2 separate regions of the Zea mays genome follow, and region 1 is linked to region 2. The links are chromatin contacts, called in public Hi-C maps. All regions are on one chromosome and are shown on one strand. Each heading gives the region's core, a stretch centred on a gene start, on an enhancer-like site or on the middle of the called end of the contact. The rest is flanking DNA. Distances are from core to core; before and after follow the strand shown. Region 1 holds the start of LOC100502497. Region 2 holds the start of LOC100193992.

What was found. Hi-C and Micro-C count contacts between places; a contact is called where the count stands out from the background.
Region 1: a contact with region 2 is called in a Hi-C map of endosperm, with 4 times the contacts expected there. The contact joins the promoter of LOC100502497 here to the promoter of LOC100193992 in region 2. A contact is called at or near these places in 4 of 25 Hi-C or Micro-C datasets (ear, endosperm and leaf).

Annotation. Positions count from the first base shown.
Region 1 is chr7:23,403,945-23,407,047 of Zm-B73-REFERENCE-NAM-5.0, reverse strand. LOC100502497 reads left to right here and starts at 1,495. Exons shown (of 8, transcript NM_001196975.1): 1 at 1,495-1,793. The coding sequence starts at 1,721.
Region 2 is chr7:23,030,472-23,033,307 of Zm-B73-REFERENCE-NAM-5.0, reverse strand. It overlaps LOC100193992, which reads right to left and starts at 1,433. Exons shown (of 5, transcript NM_001139057.2): 1 at 1,170-1,433; 2 at 534-664. The coding sequence starts at 1,206.

The DNA of each region.
Region 1 (3,103 bases), core at 246-2,745, 370 kb before region 2:
AATAGTTTTAGTTTCACTTTGGTTTAATTTTTCCTGGTGTTTCTACTGTGAGCAATGAAGTCCAAATCCATCTTTTTTATGCTCTTCTGGCTCACTGGTGTTGAAAAAAAATCACGTCACTTATATTGGAAGAAATATTCTTTTTGGTCATGGATTCATGCGATCAACTAATGAAATCATGCATCCATTTGATTTGGCCGCCACCTGCATGTTTTGTTTTCCTTTGATAACCCTGATGGGTTTCATCAGTGTTAAATCGTATTATTGTCATCCAAAGTGCTTATGGGTGCATCGGATGCCCTGTGTTTGTAGAGTTAACTTGATGCTGTCTGTCTGTGATAACTGGCAAGTTTCCTCTGTAATCCAACTCCAGTTACAGGGTGCTATCTCTTTTGTTTTTTTGTCGTTCTGTAGTTGTACAAATAGATGAAACTCCTGGTTGTTCTCTCAAGCAGTAGTATAGACAGACTTACAGCTATAGTTTGTCTGCACAGTTCTTAAGATTCTTGCTGTATTTACCTACAACTACAACTCACTTCACCCTGGCTGTATGTACCTACAACTCACTTCACCCTGGTTGTTACTTGCATATCGTTTATAATTTGTTTGCACAGTTCTTAGGAGTACTTATGCATCAACTCTGGTAGACTGGAGACCCTCCAATCCACCGTACAATTCGCATGTATTACTCAAATGGTTACCATCAATCAACTAATGAATCAATCCATTGGATTTGGTCACCACCTCATTGTTTTGTTTTCCTTTGATATCCTGATGGGTTTCATCCGTGTTTAATAGTATTATTGCCATCGAAACTGTGTTAGGCTGTCTCCTTCGGTGGAGCGTGTAAATAGGCCATAGGGGATGCAACACTGTAGATGACTATGTTTGAAACTATTTATAAAATAAAGTTTAAAATAAAAGATAAGATAGGGGATGAGACATGAGAACTGGTGGAGGACGAGGTTTATTGAATGCCTTATGTTTGCATAGTTGACATGATGCTGTCTGTCTGATAACTGGCCAGTTTCAGCATCCTTAACAGCGATGGTGAGAAATTGTGATTTTAAATATGAACATCCTTAATTATGATTTGGTACAAGCTAAATATTTTTAAGTTTAACTAAACTTGTAAAAAATAGCATCGTTAATTATGATTTTAAATATGAGCATTACAAAAATACATTTCATGATTATGTTAATGATAATAATACGATATCATAATTATTTGGGTTTTTTAAAAGGCACCAATTTAAAAAACCCTTAAAAAAGGGTGAAATGATTTTTTTTGGACTTAGCACTAGGTAGGAAGCGTATTCTTTTTCAGCTCGAGCGAGTGAAACCATATGGAATGACAATTGTTGAGTGTTCAACTGTTAAAGCTCGTGTGCAGATCAGTCGGATGGTGGAACGCGGTCACCACCCAGGCCCCCACGTGTGCGTGACACGGTCCGCTCAAAGTCCACGGTGGACCACTTCCACCCTCCCCCACCACCTTCCTTCTCTACTTCTCTCCTCTCTCCCACCGCATCCGATCTCGTACCTCACTTCATCGCCCCGCCGCCGCTTCGACGGCGCGCCGACCGGCTAGGACGCGCCTCCGACCCGGATAGTGTTCCGCTCGGTCGAATCCGACGGCCGCTCGCTGCTGCAGCGGGCGCTTGCTGTGCGTCGCGTGGGCTCGGCTGGAGGCAGGCGGAACCTTTCCTGGGTCTCGGAGATGGCGGCGCCTCCGGCGAGGGCCCGGGCCGACTACGACTTCCTCATCAAGCTGCTCCTCATCGGAGATAGCGGTGAGTGCCTTCACCATCACGCCTCCTCCCCCACCTCGCTCACCGTCCGGATCGATTGGTTACGGTGAGATCTGAGTGCGAAATCGAAGTTCGATTCTGATCGCATGTGAAACGCAGAGGCTGATGTGCGCTGTGATTAGGAGGGGGGCTTTAGAAGGATCGTGTGGGTAACCGTACCGCCCAAAAAGCTGCCGCAGTTTCGTCGATGACGGCCCACAGTTTTTTTATAGTAACGAAATGTTGTTGGTGCTCCGCTGAAAATTCACTCCCTCTAGAGAAATGTGACGGTGCTTTGCTAGTTGATGCTTGAGGGCTACATTTACAACCACACAGACAAGTGAACCGAATTCTACTTGGAAACTGCATGCGACAACGGACGTATTAGTTACAGAACAAACAGCTTTTGCCGTCTTATTGGAATGATGATGGTTGGTGCTCACAGAAAAGGAAATACACGGATTTTATGTTAATAATTCCTACTGCAATAGGATGGGCAACAGAGTGAAAACTCAGTCACAGTTTACTGTTGCTAGTTCTTGAATTGGTGTCGAACATCCCAGGTCATAGCTTATCCCATCATGAGTTCCTTGATCACTTCTGAATTGTACATTTTTAGTATGTAAGGGCATACAGGCTACAGCCACAGTACTAGCTGGTGGCCATGTTAACTTGACTGAAACCTCTGTGGGAAAGTTTGGAGTTTTTCTTAATCGTTGTCCAAATATTTTAAAAAATGATTATTATCTTCTACAGCTCTACCTATGATAAAAGACGCCTAAGTAACACATTGTCATATTTGTTGTACATATGGGTAAGGGTTTAAATGGTATGGACTGGCTGTCCGATCAAAGGGCTATAGGTACTGTTCCATATTCGGATGCTTGTAGTCAGATATATATGATGCCAATATCCATTCATATCTTAGTATACAGCTGACACTGTCCATATCCGAATCTGATAGAAAAACCATATGTATTCGACTATTTGTATCCGTAGGTATTCATATGTATCTGGTCCATTTACATCCCTAAATATGGGTTCAATCACTCTTTTGGTTTGTCAGCTACTCTGAATTGAATAAGAGATGTTTCTTGTTATTAGCACAGTCTTAACATATCAAATAGTTCCTGCCAGCAATACTTAATGTTTTCATTTTAAATCACTCAGTCCATCTGTTTCTATGAAAATTTCTGTGTCATGCTTTCAGTAAGGTTAAAGCTGTAAAGTGCTATTGCATTAAATTCACTTAGGCCCTGTTTGTTTCCCTTCATTTTGAGGAATTAAAATCTAACTAATGGAGTAGGCTATTT
Region 2 (2,836 bases), core at 184-2,683:
TCCCAAGCGTACTAGAAGAAGAGTCCTTATTAATTTGGACTCTCCTTTCCTAACAAATAATTTAATTTTATAAACAAGGAGGAATCCTTATCGATTTGAACTCTTCTTCCCTAACAAACAATTCTATTTCCTAAACGAGTCCTCATCAATTTGGACTATTCTTTCCTAGCAAATAATTCTATTTCCTAATCTCTCTTTCCTAACAAACCAAACTAATATAATCTGTCTGGCACTCTACTTGCCATAACACACCTTCTCTGCTAAATGAATTTCTCTTACTCATGGTATTTAATTCGGCAAAAATATCGAGTTATCCCCCCTAATAAAAATATTTTAGCCCTTGGCCCCACCTATCAGTAATTTCTGGCTTTGTCCCTGATCATGGTTGAAGGTTAATTGAAATATAAGCTATTCTCCAAAAGGAATTCTTCTATAAAAAAGACTTTCACGAATTCCAATATGAAGCGGTCTAAAATAACAGGAACAAAATCAAAACATGAGTTCCAAGTTCCAAAAGATACCAGAGTTCATACCATCTGGCCTTCTTTAGCTGTTTTCTTGATCTCAGTGATGAGCTTTTTCTCCTGGGCCTGCAATCCTTGCCTCTCTCGCTCAATTTCCCTGATGGATCGATCCAGCATTCTCTTGTTTTCTCTTAACAGCTCTGATGAAAGAAATAGTCATAAGTAGCAAAACCATATGTCATAAGGTAGGAAATGTAAGGCTATCTTCATTGAATGAAGATATAAGAGATGTTTTCCTCGAAGGAAATCATAAAAGATCGAACTTATTATTCCTCAAAGCCACTTCTGTATAGTACAAGCTAATTTTATTCAATAATCCAAAGAGGAGGAAAGCTTGAACAGATCTATAACTAATAAAGCACAGTAGCTGCCGGCCCAATTCCACAATATTACAAGTCTTGCGGAAGCCCCTACGTCGTAATCCCGAGCTCGCACAACTCCCCGATTACACGCCCCGCTCAAAGTGTGCCAATAAATCCTTCCATGCTCGGCCATGGTTTCGCCCAGCACAAGACATCGTCAGTGTCTAATCTTTAAGGAATACCTCATCATCATCCATCATAGACAAAACAAACTACGCAGCTAGACGAAGCAATCGGACCAAATTTCACAGTGATTCTTTCAGGATTGGAAGGAAGGTCTTACCGGCGGGCGTCTTCCGCTTCCCGAACAGGAAACTCATCTTGGATCCTCGGTTCGTGGGGCAACTAGGGTCTCGATCGGGGCGATTCGAGAGGAAGTCCCACCGACCGGATCAGTCCTATGTTCTTTCTTCGTTTCCCAGTGAAGCTAGTGGATTGATGATTGGATCGGTCCCACGTCCCTTCCCCCTCCCTCCGCTTTTCGCGGTTGCCGACGCAAGTTGGAGTTCTTCTGATTCTGATGCCAAACTGAAAAGGAAAAAATATCAAAAAGAGGATGCAACGGAAAAGGAAAATATATGCTTCTGGGCTTCTGGAGGGCTTTAGAGAGAGAGGTTATTTCGATGGGCCGCGAACTATGCAGCGAGCTAGCCCAATTTAATTGTTTGCAGAAAAAAGCTTGGCTATGGGCCAAACGGTTCCATACGCGCATTTGAAAGTGTTTAATTTTGTGCAACCCTCTCCAAAATTGAGACGCTCCTCTAACAGTTGACAGAAAAAAGTTTCCTTTGATCATATATTTCGCTTTGATAAGTTTGAACCAAGTATTCTCGAACCCCTAAGAAATGTTCCTAATTCATTTTACTAACAAACATTCATTCATCATTATGCTCTCTAGAATGCCTAGACTCCCTTGGTCTTTCGGACTAGTCATCATCCCCCATTTGGCCATGTGGGATTTTTCTTTTTCAGCTCCTTGCTAAAGAAATTAGATCTAATCGAATTCATTTTATGATGAAACTATTTAAGAAAAAGATAAAAACCCATAGAATACATAGGTAGACTACTAAGACATGAGTTAGTTAGAATCATTCTCCCATCAGCAGAGAGGTACTTGCCCTTCCATGGGTCCAACCTTTTACTCATTTTCACCAAAATAGGATCTGAAACTACCGAGTTAATGGTGTGGTCAGAGATAGGGATGCCTAGATATTTCGTAGGAAAGGTTCCCAAGGAACAATTAAGCATATTGGCCATCTCTTCAACCTCTTGGTGATCCGCTCCAAACACGTAACATCGCTTTTATGAAAAAATAGCCTTGATAACCATTCAAAGAAGTATAGAATTAATTTCAAATTTAAAATTGATTTTTCTGATCTGTCAATCATAATTAATGTATCATCTGCGTATTGAATATACGAGATACCACCCGGTAGAACATCATCTAAAACCTCCAGAGATGTGGCCTTTGGAAACCCGTGCATCCAGAAAAGCACACTTAAGGGCGTCAGCCACCAAATTAAAGAGCTGAGGAGATAGCGGGTCGTCCTGCCTAAGGCCCCTAAAAGTCTTGAAATATTTACTCTTCTCCCCATTCATGTTAACACACACTTTCCCATTCTCCACTGTTCTCATAACCATATTGATCCATTTGTCAGGGAACTTCTTAGATTTTAAAACCTCAGCTAAAAACTCCCATATGACCTTGTCATAGATTTTTTTCAAAATCAATTTTTAAAATCAGACCTCTCTTTTTTTATTTCAAATCGTGAATGACCTCGTGCAATATCACCACTCCTTCCAGTATATTCCTGTATTTTATGAAGCTCGTCTGATTGCCCCCAACGACCACCTTGGCTACCTGGGAAAGCCTATTAGAGAGGACTTTGGTGAAGATTTTGAAATCGACGTTAAGGAGACATATCGAGCGATATTGCTTAATAGAGTTAG